Regions from separate parts of the Macaca mulatta genome. Here region 2 is linked to region 1. Evidence: chromatin contacts called from public Hi-C data. All regions are on one chromosome and are shown on one strand. Each heading gives the region's core, a stretch centred on a gene start, on an enhancer-like site or on the middle of the called end of the contact. The rest is flanking DNA. Distances are from core to core; before and after follow the strand shown. Region 1 has its middle 45 kb from the start of KDM8. Region 2 overlaps NSMCE1 (NSE1 homolog, SMC5-SMC6 complex component).

Region 1 (6,706 bases), core at 3,188-5,687:
CTCCTCATGCTATTCCTGAGAACTGGGTTGTGTACTCCTGCTGCAAGGAAAGCTGCAAAACAGCTCTCCTGACTTCTGACATGGAGAGGCAGGGCTCCTAAATAAAGAGACTTCCCACAGCTGTTCAAAAGAAACCACACTGGCCAGGAGCAGCAATGCACGCCTGTAGTCCCAGCTACTCGGGCGGCTGAGGCAGGAGGATCACTTGAGCCCAGGAGTTCAAGTCTAGCCTGGGCAACATGGCAAGATCCCGTCCCCCCCAAAAAAAAAGGAAGAAAGAAAAAAAGAAACAACATAAGCACATTGCATTACAAATATCTGCTACATCATTGTGGTAACTTCTGGCTGCAACAGAGTCTTATGATAAAACTCTGTGCCCCAGCTTTGATCACTGGAACAAGCTGGACAGGTCCATTTTCTTGTGGGGGTGAGACCAAGGAGGTGCCCAGGATGGAAAACTTAAGGAGGCCCTCACTATCAGGCTCATGAAAGTGCAGGGTCAGCTCCTGAGAGTAGGGCCTCCTTAAATGTTGTGCCTTGGCTGCCTTACTTGCCTTATTCCCCTCCAGGCTCTGCTTCTTGCTGCTCCTAAAGGCCTTTGCTCTCTGGATATTTCTCAGTCTTCCTGCAAACGCAGATGGTAGTCCCACGCCTACCAGTCTTCCGGGGATATCCCAACGTGCCCAAGTCCACTTAGAATCCACTGGAATCTCTGATACATTTGTTTGAGGTACTAATTAGTTAATACTGGGCCAGATACAGTGGCTCACACCTGTCATCCCAGCACTTTGGGAGGCTGAGGCAGGAGGATCACTTAAGCCCAGGAGTTGGAGACCAGCCTGGACAACACAGTGAGACCCGCATCACCACACACAAAAAAAGTGTTTTTTTAATTATCTGGGCATGGTAACTTGTAACCTTGGGAGCTCTGAAACATGGTCCCCACATGAACAGAAAATCTGAGAAAGCATATCTGCGTGGGTGGACAGAGAGAAAGAGATAAGAGGTAGTAATGTGGGCAAGATGGCCTATGCCCGTAGTCCCAGCTATTCAGCAGACTGAGATACCAGGTCACTTGAGCCCAGGAGGTTGAGGCTGCAGTGAGCTATGACTGTACCACTGCAACTCCTGCCTGGGCAACACAGCAAGACCATGTCTCTAGAAAAGATAAAAACAAAATAAAATAAAAAATGAGTTAACAACGATAGCACTTCTTGCACACTTACCTTGTGCAAACACGTAGGTGTTTGATCAACGCTACAGCTCTAAGCAGTATTCACTACCATTATCCCCATTTTCCAACTTCTGAGGCATAGACAGGTGAAGGGGCTTGCTAAGATCACATAGCAAGCAGCAGAACCAGGATTCGGACCCAAATCTCCCCACTGCCCCTATCAAGCCCCTTCAAGGAAAGCAGCTGCCCGTCTTTGAAAGCCAAGGAAACAGTGGAAATGACAAGTATTAACCCACTCGAGGCATGTTAGAAAGACTGTGGAGCTGTTCAATCCTCGGGGCTTAAATCCGCTAATTACAGTTACGGTCAATGGCATTAGTGTCAGTGCTCATTCTCTTACCAAGGCGGTGACGATGGAGCCCACAAAGCCCGCCCAATCCGCCAACCACAGGCTCTTGAAATGAGTTGAAATCTGCCTGCTTCTGACCGGTCATCTGGGGCCGGATTCAAGCCTCCAGGCTCAGTCTCTTTTCTCTCTGCGGTCTGGCTCGGAGGACAGGTTGTTTTCTTCAGAATCCCCACCCAGACCCAAAAGACGACGGCCTTCCAGAGGCCATACACGACCTTGGCGATGGGAAGCAGATTTTTGTCATTTTCTTCTTTTAGCCAAGGGACATTTAATTAAGGCTCACAAAACCCACCTAACATATGATCATAATTATATCAGCATATTGGGGCTGGGAAGCTTTGAAGCCCAGTTACAAGTTGGTCAAAGACAGGCATGCAGAGGCCTGGAGAGGGTTGGTAGAGAGGGGAAAATGTACTCTCTGGTGACCCCAAAGCAAAGCCCGTAAGGGAACAGTAGGTGGGATTCACCTGTGGGATAATGGGAGGGGAAGGCAGAAGCTAGGTTCTGGGGCGTGTTTTGATATTGGAGAAACTCACGCGTTTTACAGGATGAACTTCTGCTCACAGCAACTGTTTAGGCAGGGAATGGTGGTGAATAAGGCATGAATGAGAGCCCAGTAATCACTGATGATGGCAATGACGGAAAACACAAATCACAGTCTCTTTTATCAGCCCGTTTACATCTTCGGCATTTAACATGAGCCTAAAGCCCAGGAGAGACTCGGACAGTGTTCGTGACTTGTGCAGGGTTGTATTGGTGCTGGTGAAAATACTGGTGATGGCGGCCAGGAGCCGTGGCGCGCACCTGTAATCCCAGCACTTTGGGAGGCCTAGGCAGGAGGCATCGCTTGAGGCCAGGAATTAGAGACAAGCCTGGACAACATAGTGAGACCCCATCTCGGAAAAAAAAAAAGTTTTTTAATTAGCTGGGGGAGTGCATATTCAGGGCAACATCAATGTATGCTCCCAGGTTACAAAAATTTAAAAATAAATAAAAATTAGCCAGGCATGGTCGTTGCGCATGCCTGTTGCCCAGGAGTTTGAGGTTCTAGTAAGTTATGATCATGCCACTGCATGTTAGCCTGGGCGACAGAGCAAAAACCTCTACCTAAAAAAAACAAACAAACAAAAAAAAGGTAGCTGGAGGGACAACAGTGACGGCAAGCACAGTGGAGTGATCATGACACTGCTGGGTGTGGCTAATGAAGCTGGCCACTGAATGGTGGTGTGAATGGTGCTGTGAACAGGCTCATAGAGTCGGGCGGTGATGCAGGCAGTGTAGGCGGAGATAGTGGCAGGAGAGAAGCAGTCATGGCGGGGGATGGAAGGATTGATGATGCTGGTAGCGGTGCTGATGAGGGTGTCAGGAAGATGGTAGACATGGTGACATTGACAGTTTGGTGATGGCTCAGTGGTGGTGGCAGTGGCCAGGGTGATGGTTACTGTCATGGTCATAATACAGAAAGGACGGTGGGTCGGCGATGGGCTGGTAGTGACATAGTATGAGGAGGACAGTGGTGCATAGTGGCCCATGCTGAACGAGGATGGTGGTGATAGGGGTGGTGACAGTGGTAAGGGAAGAAAGATGAAAGAGGATGGAGGAGGGAGGGAGGGAAGAAAGATCCTGGAGCACCAGCGTCATCAGTCTATGGACAGGAGCTTAGTTCCGTTTCTTACCCTTTGGTCACTAAAAGTCAAAAAGCTCATTGTCCGCCAGGTCAGGGACCCTTCCCCTGCCACCACTTTGGCTGAAATGCACAATCCTGCCCTGCGACAACACCCTTCCTGGTGGGAGGATTGGCACAGACAGGGTTTCATGAATGCATACACACCCTCCCGCTCACTATTGTCTAAACCATTAAGTCAGTTCCCCGGGGAGTAAAGACAGCAGTACCATGTGGTAGTTAAGATTCCGGGCTCTGGAGTCCTCTTCGATTTAAATTCTCGATTGTGCTGTGTGACCTTGGATGAGTTGCTTAACCTCTCTGAGCCTCAGTTTCTTCATATGTAAAATGAAGCTCATAACAGCACCTGCCACCCAGGATTGTAGTGAGAAGGATGGGAGACAATGCTGTAAAACACATGGCCCATCGGGGAGTCATGGCTCAGTGCCCCATGGGGAGTCAATGATGTTGGTTACCCCTGTTATCATCTACCACTGCTTTTGGAAAAGCAGGAGGGAGGCTGGGTGCAGTGGCTCACGCCTGTAATCCCAGCACTTTGGGACACCGAGACAGGTGGATCACTTGAGGTAAGGAGTTCGAGACCAGCCTGACCAATATGGTGAAACCCCCATCTCCACTAAAAATACAAAAATTAGCTGGGCATGGTGGCATGCACCTGTAATCCCAGCTATCTCTAGTCGGGAGGCTGAGGCAGGAGAATCACTTGAACTCGGGAGGCAGAAGTTGCAGTGAGCTGAGATCGTGCCACTGCACTCCAGCCTGGGCAACAGAGTGAGACTGTCTCAAAAGAAAAGAAAAGCAGGAGGGAGATACAATAGACCCTGATCTCCAGGATTCTGGGAGGTGAGGGAGTTGGCATCAAAAGTCTCCCCTTTTCCCAGACTCTGCAAGCTCTTCAGCGCCATCTGTCGGTGCAAACACACTCAGCAGGTCACAAGAGACAGGTTGTTCACACAGCAGCCGCGGCAGAAGTTAAGCCAGAACCCCATCACAACGGGCATCAATGAGTCGAGCCGGTTTGCCTCTGGCTGAGACGGTAGGGACAGGCTCTCCACTAGAGCAGTCTGATAGTGTAACTTAAGTGCCCCTCTTGCACACATAGTCTCCAAATCTGATCTCAGCCCTCTGGAAGTTCCGGGATCTATTGAATCATGTTGTATTCTTCCTCTACTTAAGTTTGCTGGTGTGGTTTCTGTGGTTTGCAACGAAGAATCTTGAGTGATAACGCTGAGTTCTAGCCTGACTGATAAAGCTGAGTTCTGGCCGGGCATGGGTAGCTCATGCCTGTAATCTCAGCATTTGGGAAGGCCAAGGCAGGAGGGTTGCTTAAGGCCAGGAGTTCAAGATCAGCCTGGGCAACATAGCAAGACTCTGTCTCCACAAATAAAAAAACACAAAAATTGGCCAGGCATGGTGGTGCATGCCAGTAGTCCCAGCTACTTGGGAGATGGAGGTGGGAGGATCACTCGAGCCCAGGAGAGCAAGGCTGTGGTGAGCTATGATCACACCACTGCACTCCAGCCTAGGCAACAGAGTGAGACCTTGTCCCCACTACCCCACTCCTACTCAAAAAAAAAAAAAAAAAAGAGGTCATTTCTAAGGCTTTGAGTCTGTCTCCGTTGACCAGAAACTGTCCTTGTTCAAGCTGCAGTTTCACGTTAGCCCTAAACCCCCTGCAAGGGGGCGGCACTGTCTGGAGAGGTTTGGCAGGCCAAGCCCCAGAGGACAGGACACTAGTCACTGCTTCATTCATTTTCAACCAAAATGTATGGAAAGCCCGTTATGCACCAAGTACCCCACAGTCCACTGGAGAAGTCACTATGGCGTTAGTATGTGGTGCCTGCTGTGACAGGAGCCGCAAAAAGAATAGTGATAATGTCAACAGACACTTATTTAGTTCCTGCCATGCAATTCTAAGTACATTTGTCTCTTAAACAATGCAGGCGTTGGGACACAAAATCCCCACACAGTTGAAGTCTTAGTATAACTTTTTTTTTCCCCCAGAAATGGTGTCTCGCTCTGTCCCCCAGGCTGGAGTGCAGTGGCACAATCTCAGTTTACTACAGCCTCCGATTCCTGGGCTTAAGGAATCCTCTCGTCTCAGCCTCCCAAGTAGCTGGAATTACAGGTTCATACCACCAACCCCGGCTAATTTTTTTTTTTTACTTTTTGTAGAGACAGGGTCTCTCTTAGTTGTCCAGGTTAGTCTCAAATTCCTAGGCTCACTCAGTCTGCCTACCTCAGCCTCCCAAAGTGCTGGGATTACAAGTATGAGCCACCACACCCAGCCTCAACTGTACTTTAATTCACCTAATTTCCACTATACTTAATTCCCACTTTATTAATTCCCATATTATTATTCTCATTTTACAGATAAGGAAATCAAGGCAGAGGGAGGTTAAGCTTCTTTCCCAAAGTCTCATGGCTTATCCAAGACTTGAGGCCAAGCAGTCTAACTGGGTTCAGCTCTTAACCACTCGATTATACTGTTTCTCTAAGGCTATTTAGTGGCACATAATAGAGGCACCTAACCTGGTCTTGGGGGATAAAGGAGCTAGGGAAGTTTGCCTGGAAGCACTGTTGTCTACCCTAAGGCCTAAAAGATCAGTAAGAGACAGTGAGGTGAAGCGATGGGAAAAGAATGATCTCGGCAGAGGGAACAGGATGTACAAAGGCCTGGAGGTGAGAGAAAGCTACAGCTAGCACCACTCATTTTTCTGAGCTGTTACAAATACGAACATTTATGGAGAGTATAAAAATATAAGCTGGGTATGGTGACACGCACCTGTAGTTCCAACTACTCAGAAGGCTGAGGCTGGGAGATCGCCTGAGCCCAGGAGTTCAAGGTCAGCCTGGGCAACATAGTGAGACCTAGTCTCAAAAAAAAAAAAAGAAAAAGAAAAAAGAAAAAAGAAAAAGAAAAATATGGATAACAAGGGAAGCTTTTTTTTTTTTTTTTGCTTACTATGTGCATATTAATCAGGATGAGTTATACTAGTTGCTGTAACAAACAAACCTACTATGTGCATATTAGTCAAGATAAGTAATGCTAGCTGCTATAACAAACAAATTGCAAAATGTCAAAGATTTACATGCTAACTGTTGATTTCTCCCTTATGAAGAGTCCCACGTGCAGATTCCCAGCAGCCATCCATGTTGAGCTTCCAATGCTGCTACTCACAAACCAGGCACCTTCTATCTGTGGATCTGCCATCTTCTAGGGCAAGCATCAGCAAACTTTTGTATGAAGGACCAGATAGTAGAAGTTTTTGCCTTTGTAGGTCACAGGTTCTCTGACACAGTGACTGCACTCTGCCCTTACAGCACAAGTGCACCAACAGGGAATACACAAATGAATGGATGTGGCTGTGTTCCAATAGAACTTTACTCACAAAATCAGACCACAGGCAGGATCTAGCTCATGCACCATAGTGTGCCA
Region 2 (7,455 bases), core at 4,136-6,635, 76 kb after region 1:
GCACCTCCATGCTGAGCCAGTCTCGCACAGGACTGGCTGTCTAGGAGTGACATGTCCTTGGGGTGATATGCCCACCTGGAAGGGCCTTGGCAGTGGACCCCTGGCTGTTTCTGTGGGAAGCCCTGTGTCTGAGAAGCCAAGGATCAGACGCTGACGTGTGGTCTCTCTGATCGAGGTGCTGCCCTAGGAAGACCTGTCCTGGGTACATGAGCACCCCACCCCTGTTCTCAGCGGTTCCTCCAGAGTGCCGCAGACCTCAGGGCAACCCTTACCAGGCCATGTAGGTCAGAGAGCACTGGACCCTCACAGAAACCTGGAGCTGGCAGTGTCTCCATCCTGCAGATGAGGAAACAGTCTCTGCAACAAGAAGCTGCTTGCCACAGGCGGCAGAGGAACCTGGAGGAGTCTCACTACGCAGCTCTTGCCACATGAGCTTTGTTCCTTCGTCCTCCTCAGGGCCCCAGCAGGCCAGGCAGTCAACAAGAAGCCTCTCCAGGGCGACTGCCCAGCACCAGTGCTGAGGGCCCCCTGCTACTTCTGCAGCGCTCCTGCAGGTGGCAGCTCCCGGATCCTCTATCCACCCTCCCTCGAGCTCAGAGGCGCCCTGCAGAAGGCGGTGCCAGCACTGCCACCGAACTGAGAAAGGCACAGAGTACAAGCGCCTGCAGCCACAGCTCACCCCCACAGACTCCAAGGGCGGTGCCTCTCCTATCCACCACAGCCCTCTCCAGACACCAAGGGCAGACAAAGGGCAAGTCAAATCATAAAGCTGGGGGCACGCCCTGCAAGCCATGCACAATGGTGGTGGCGTGTGCTAGGCACGCATGCTCTTGGGTGCAAAGCAGGCTGCAAAGTGTTGTGAAATGGAATGTTGGGGCACTTGGCTCTAGGGGCTGGGATAACAGGTGACTTCAGTGGGTTTCTTTATGCATCTTGACATGTTGTAATCCTCCTATAATGAACAGGTATTTCCTGTAACATTTTTTGTAAGTTTTAAACTCTGTTCCTCTGTAACCTCATCCACCCGTTCAGTCATCCAATCAGCAAGCATTTATTGAGCGCCTGAGGTGCCACGCACTAGATTCTGCAATGGGAATCAGCCATGAAGAGGTCATAACCCTTGCCCTTAAGAAACTTGGCCCATGGCTGGGCACAGTGGCTCACACCTGTAATCCCAGCACTTTGGGAGGCCGAGATAGGCAGATCACCTGAGGTCAGGAGTTCGAGACTAGCCTTGTCAATATGGAGAAACCCCGTCTCTATTAAAAATACAAAAATTAGCCAGGCATGGTGGCACATGCTTGTAATCCCAGCTATTTGGGAGGCTGAGGCAGGAAAATCACTTGAAGCAGGAGGTGGAGGTTGCAGTGAGCCGAGATTGTACCATTGCACTCCAGCCTGGGCAACAAGAGCGAAACTCCATCTCAAAAAAAAAAAAAAAAAAAAAACTTGGCCCTAAGAGGGGCTGCACCACAAGCGAGAATCGTCAGTTATAACCTCAGCAGACCCTAGAACATTCTCTAGTACCAAATACAGCCCGGAGGGCAAGAAAAACTGTGACAAAGCCATTGATGGGAGCTGCAGTCCCCAAACTGGGGCCTGAACTCGGCCCTGCCACTCTCAGGGTGTCCGATGTCATCCAGACCCCTGAGCTGTTGTCCGATGTCATCCAGACCCCTGAGCTGTCAGCTAAAAACTAAGCTATGGAGCCACTGCAGGACAGCAGGCAGCCTCCGAGACAGGACATACGGGAATGTGCCCAGCAGATCCTGCACTCACCAGGAGCTCCCAGCCCTGACCTCACCCCTGTGACCTCTGCCCTCACCCCGTGACCTCTCCACCCTTTCTTCCCATCAGGTACCCCAGGAACTGAATTTGGGTCAGGTTCCTGGTACAGGCCCACCCTACACAGAAATTAGTAACTCAGAACACAGACTTCCCCAATCCGGAGGCAAGCCTTCCTGAACAGGAAGTGGAGAGTCGCTGCAGCCACAAGCAGCAGCCTCTGGCCACAAGTCCGACCACCAAGTGAGGAAGCGGGAACCCGACGTGAGCGCGTCCTCAACACACACGGGCACGAGCATCTGGGAGGGCACAGCAATGGTCAACTCAGCAAACACTACGCTGTTGAAAACAGGGGTGCCTTTTGTGGAAAAAGAACTGAAACATTTGTTCTGCTCCATTCAGCAGGACTAGACGTGGGGGCGGGGCAGCATCTAGAAACTGGAGCTGCAGTGGGGCCTGTCCCAGACGTCACAGCTCCTTTCCTAAAGCTTGTCTGTGCCTCTTCTAAGTACTGACCCTGAGGAACTCACTGCTGACAAAAACAACAGTGGTAACGTCGCCAATTCCTCTGCTGCCTCCCCCGCGAGCCAGCCAGCGCAGCACGGAGCACGTTACTGTGAGGTCCCATTCCTGCTCCTGACACACCCAGCCCCAAAGGGGAAACGACAACTTCCCTCTTACAGGGAACCTGAGGTCACCTGGCTCAGGGTTCAGACCCGGGTCAGACATCACAGCCACACTCTCAGCCACGGAACTGCCTCTGCCTTGCAGTCTGTGGGCTAGAGGCTTGGTCCCGGGGCCCAAATCCCGGGTGCAGCTCCTGGCTCTGCCATTCTGGCTGTGGCATCCTCAACACATCATGTGGGTGAACAGGGAGTGGGAGGCAGGAGAGGTGAGGCCCAGATCCTCCCCATGGGGTCACTGCTGGAATGCGTGAAAGCAGATAAGGGATCTGAGAAGGCTGGGCTCCACAGACATCAGTTGGCTAGAAATACGATTTTGGAGACAAAACTGCTATTCACTCAAAAGAGTGAAAGCAGATAAGGGATCTGAGAAGGCTGGGCTCCACAGACATCAGTTGGCTAGAAATACGATTTTGGAGACAAAACTGCTATTCACTCAAAAGAGTGAGCCGGACTGGAAAACCATGAGACAGTACCTCAATTAGCCACTTGTTTTGGACAAACTTCTGCAGCACCTGCTCCGCTTCCTTCTTCCTCATCTTCTTGCCTTTAAGTTGATCAACCAGGTTCAAAATGTTTGTGGAAGACGCAAAGCCAGTTTCTGAGTCAATAATTAGTTCCAGCTGGAAGAAAGAGCAGGTACCATGCTTCTCTATTAAAATGGCAAAAATAACTTTTAAATGGTAATACTAAGTCTGGCAGGGGTGCAGTAAGGCCACTCGGATCACAGGCAGAACTGCACACTGGCACGGTATTCGGGGAAAACAATGTAATACGCATCAAGAGTCAGGACTGTGCTCAGTTCTTTTGACTCAGAGGTCACTTCGATAACATCCTCCCAAATAAATCATCTTAATGTCCCCAAATCAATAAGGGTCACCTTGCCTCACAGCTGGCCTCAGAGGCAGCGAGAGACAGACACGGCAGGCAGGAACCTCTGGAGAAGACAGGTTCCTGCACACGCAGATGTGTGCTCAGCTCAGCACCTGCTCCTCAACCCTGGCAGCTAATAAACCCCAGGAGAAGACCTCAAAGGAATGATTCCAACACCTGGTTCTCAGAGATTCAGATTCGACAGATCCCAAGTGGGGCTGAAATGTCTGAATTCTTTCTCACCTCTGCAGTTATGTAGGCCCGAGAACCACTCTTAGCCATATGTTTGACCAGAGGGCCGAGCAAGTAGCTCTGAAGCCTGGTAGAGCAATGCCGCTCAAATGTGCACATGCAAATGATTCAGCGGGCACCTGGCAAAAATGCAGATTCGGACTCAGCAGTCTAGGGTAGGGACTGGGACTGGGCCTTTCTAACAAGCTCCCAGGTGATGCTGCTGCTGCTGCTGCCTTTCCCAGATGGCACTTAACAGCAGCCAGGTAGGAACGCCTGTTACTACCAGTGAGGCCCTGCTCTTGCCCATCCAGCTGGGGCTCACACCTGGCCCAGCACTTCCTTCCCAGGCAGCCATGGGGGCCCCTGACAGCTGTGAATTCCAGATGGGTAGACAGTGATATCTCCCTGCAAAGCGTTTCCTCAGACAGCAGTGGTGGCCCACGTCCCCCGCAGTGATCCTTGAAGACTGCAGTTGCCACTTCTAACGACTGAGAAAGAACTTTCCCATAAGAAGCCCAGCCAATGGGCGACGGGGATTACTCTACTTACAGCCTTTCTAAACAGATCCAGTTCATTCTCTGCAAAATCCGTAGCCATTTTGGAAATTGAAGTTGTAGCAAGATTCACCTAAGAAATAAGTCAGCGCAACAGTCAGGCTGTGCCCTTCGCGTGTTGGTTAACGTGTCGCTGGCTCTCCCTCCCTCCCCTCCTCCGTCTCTGGCCAGTCACTGAGCTCCTGTATCCAGGCACTGCGAGCCGCAGGATGGATCTGTAACCAGGCATATACTACAGACTTTATTCTTTAGCTCAGTCAACATGCTAGACCCTCAGAAGTTTCAGAACTCCAGAGGGTGTGCAGTATTTTCCAAACTCAGATAAATTTGGGAGATTTGTCTACATGTTAATGGAGCTTCAAATGCAAAAGGCACTGAGAAGTCCGACAGCAAGGAAATCTGCTTTGCCGTGTCTGACCAGCATTTCCATAGTTCTTTGCCTGTGTAATGTTTTGGAAACCCTGGACTAGAGTGCTCCTTTCTGAGTGTGAGCCTGGCTGGGAGCAGCCAGATGTCCTCTGACCAGCCCGAGGTGTCTCCTAGCCAGGGATGGGGCATGTCAGCTTCCCACTCCTGTGTTTTCACCCTGATCCCTACCTGTGAGAGTAAATCTGAAAACCACTGAAGACCCCACGTGGGTCGCAATCCTTGACACTCCTACACACTGTTTCTTTTCATCGCTTCTATGTCTTATTCTAAGTAAAAAACCATTTCTCCCTTTATTCCTAATATTCCATACATTTGGAGTGACTTCTTTACAAAGAACTGTCCAAAAGAGAAATCAAACCAAAGCAAACACGGGCTGCCTGGGCCCTGTTCCAGCTCCTCAAAAACACCACTAGAGGGCTCTGCCGGGCACTCACCAACGCATAAATGGGTCTCCCGTCATCTTCCGTGACTCCTCTCTTTATCTCAATATACAAGGACTCCAAGACACTGTTAATGTTGTTGATGAAGTCCTCCAACTTATCTACAGTGGCATTGCCTGGAAATAAACAGACCAAAAAAGGGGTGTGATGGGGGGCCTCATCAAAAAAACGTAGTTTGCTTGAATCATTCCATCCCATCTCAACACAGGGGACAGCAACCCCAGACACGGGCGGAGGCTGCAGCCTCTTGGGTGAATGCCAGTGCCGTGTGGCTTCTTTCTTCCTGGAGTACTTGGAAGACAAACAGACAACAGATGGAGGGCGTTGTGAGGCAGGAGGGCCGGGGAGATGCTATCTGCAACCACGGAGGCTGCCGCGGGCTTCCTGTCTTTGCTCGCTGCCTCCCGATGAGAGTCTGGATCAGCACCTTCAGCGTATCACTCAATGACATGCTCAGAGCGTGCACTAAGCTCCCGCTGCACACACATCCCATCCCATCTCAGCCGTTCTACCTCGTCCCCAGTGCCCCGCGAGAGGCCTCTGTCCCTTTGCGTCCCCACACGTCTTAGGTGGAGCTTTATTCCTTTCTTTTTTTATTCAGTGTCCACTTATCCTCACTTACATGCCAGGCTTGTGCTAGGTCCTGGGCTGGAACAGTAAGAATAACAACAACCGGGGTGAGAAGGGCGGCTTGCAGCAAGCCCTCAGCATGGAGAGGCCCTGTCCCGGGCACCCTTTGTCATCATGAATCCACCCTCCAGCAGCTCTCTGGGCACAGGGAAAGAGGCTGAGACGCAGAAAGGTGAACTGACTCACCCAGAGTTGTACCACAAGGCCGGGGCTTTGACCTCTCTGTCACCCACCTCCCCTGGCCCTGCCAGCAGGACGCTCACAGCCCAGGGGCCACCATCCAGGTCCATCAGTCTGAGGAGGGGGTACCCACAGTATGGCCGGGGGCTCAGCTGAATGGACACTGATCAGCCAGGGAAGGAAGGAGGGCAGAGAGGCTGCGGTGGGGAAGGGAGCCAGATCACACAGGGCCTGTGGCCGGGGACAGCAGGGCCTTTCTCCTGTGGCACCAGGAAGCCTCTGAGCACTGGAAGCAGTGGAAGGACATGTCCAGCGCTGTGTACCTTTCATGCTGTGAGACAGTCATGTCTTTTGAGACAGTCTCACTATCGCCCAGGCCGGAGTGCAGTAGCGCAATCTTGGCTCACTGCAACCTCCACCTCCGGGTTCAAGCAATCCACCTGCCTTAGCCTCCCGAGGAGTTGAGATTACAGGCGCCCACCACCACGCTCAGCTAGTTTTTGTATTTTCAGTAGAGATAGGGTTTTACCATGTTGGCCAGGCTGGTCTCGAGCTCCTGACCTCAGGTGATCCGCCCACCTCGGCCTCCCAAAATGCTGGGATTACAGGAATGAGCTTGTGCTGCGAAACTTTTTAAAGCAAGAGTATGTATTACTGTTTTCACTGTTTTTATGTATTAAAATAAATAATTTCAAAAGATTCATGCCTTAGAAAATCATTTTGGAAAAAAAACTGCAAGAAAAAACAGACAATCTGATACATTTCGTGTGAAACAAAAACAGAACCAATGAAACGGTCCCACAGGAAAAGGCCCAGCAGGTTGCCCACTGGACTGATGACCAAGGCCACTGCCAGGAAGGGACTAAACGGGGGTCATCACAGCGCCCTCACGCTGTGTGTCTATGTTTGATTTCTTATAGACAGAGGCATTTCTAAGCTACCCATACAACTCAAGATCCATAAAGTTAAAAAAAAAAAAAAAAAAAAAACAAGATCACGCTGGTGAAAATGGAGGACATAGCCGTGTGAAAGAGTCAAGGACAACCCAGGCCAGTGAGCTCTATCAGAGGATCAGACTGTGGGCGCCCAGAAAAGCCAAGAACAAAGCCCAGGGCAGTGACACTAACGCGCCATGCTCAGCGAGGAGCTAACCTTCCATTTAAATAAAGTTTTTAAAAGGCAGTTTAAATTAAAAAGTAGTCATAATAAGTGGGTGGAACATGGACATGGTGCAATCGTAACATGAGACAATGGCATCTGGCCTCGGTGGCTGGAGAGCAGGCATCAGGACTGAGAGGCATGGCCTGACTTCCTGCCTCCACGCCTCTGCTCACGGGTCCCTCCTTTCTGAAAAGCTCTCCCTCCACTGCTGCAGCCACCTCGATGGCCTGTTTTTCCAGGAAATGTTCTCTTCTGCCCCCGATGCTGTCTTCCTCTTCCACACCACGCAAGGCAGCTCTTCGCTGGCGTGGGAGCCAAGCTGTTCCGTACCTGCCTGTGCCGGTGACTTGGGCAGACACGCTTTTCCACCCCCAAGGGCAGCCAGTGCTGGGGAGCTCAGACGCAAGGGGCCCAGACACCAAAAAGCCTTGCTCAGTGCAGAGTGAGTGACAGGAGCCCTGTCCACCCAGTGTGACACCAGGGCAA

The links. A called contact is a pair of places that touch in the nucleus more often than the background predicts.
Region 2: a Hi-C map of CD4 T cells shows a contact between it and region 1, with 2.4 times the contacts expected there. The contact joins two enhancer-like sites. A contact is called at or near these places in 2 of 14 Hi-C or Micro-C datasets (CD4 T cells and liver).

What each region holds. Positions count from the first base shown.
Region 1 is chr20:26,702,459-26,709,164 of T2T-MMU8v2.0, forward strand. No RefSeq gene overlaps it. Among named protein-coding and RNA genes, the nearest start is that of KDM8, 45 kb to the right of the region's middle. Within about 2 kb of position 4,438, at least 5 of the 40 cell types and tissues checked have an H3K27ac peak or open chromatin away from gene starts, as enhancers often do. A contact at or near this core is called in CD4 T cells, where this site is marked.
Region 2 is chr20:26,777,901-26,785,355 of T2T-MMU8v2.0, forward strand. NSMCE1 (NSE1 homolog, SMC5-SMC6 complex component) reads right to left here. Exons shown (of 9, transcript XR_013411612.1): 3 at 4,993-5,114; 4 at 4,125-4,202; 5 at 2,945-3,091; 6 at 1,937-2,084. Among named protein-coding and RNA genes, the nearest start is that of KDM8, 31 kb to the left of the region's middle. Within about 2 kb of position 5,386, at least 16 of the 40 cell types and tissues checked have an H3K27ac peak or open chromatin away from gene starts, as enhancers often do. A contact at or near this core is called in CD4 T cells, where this site is marked.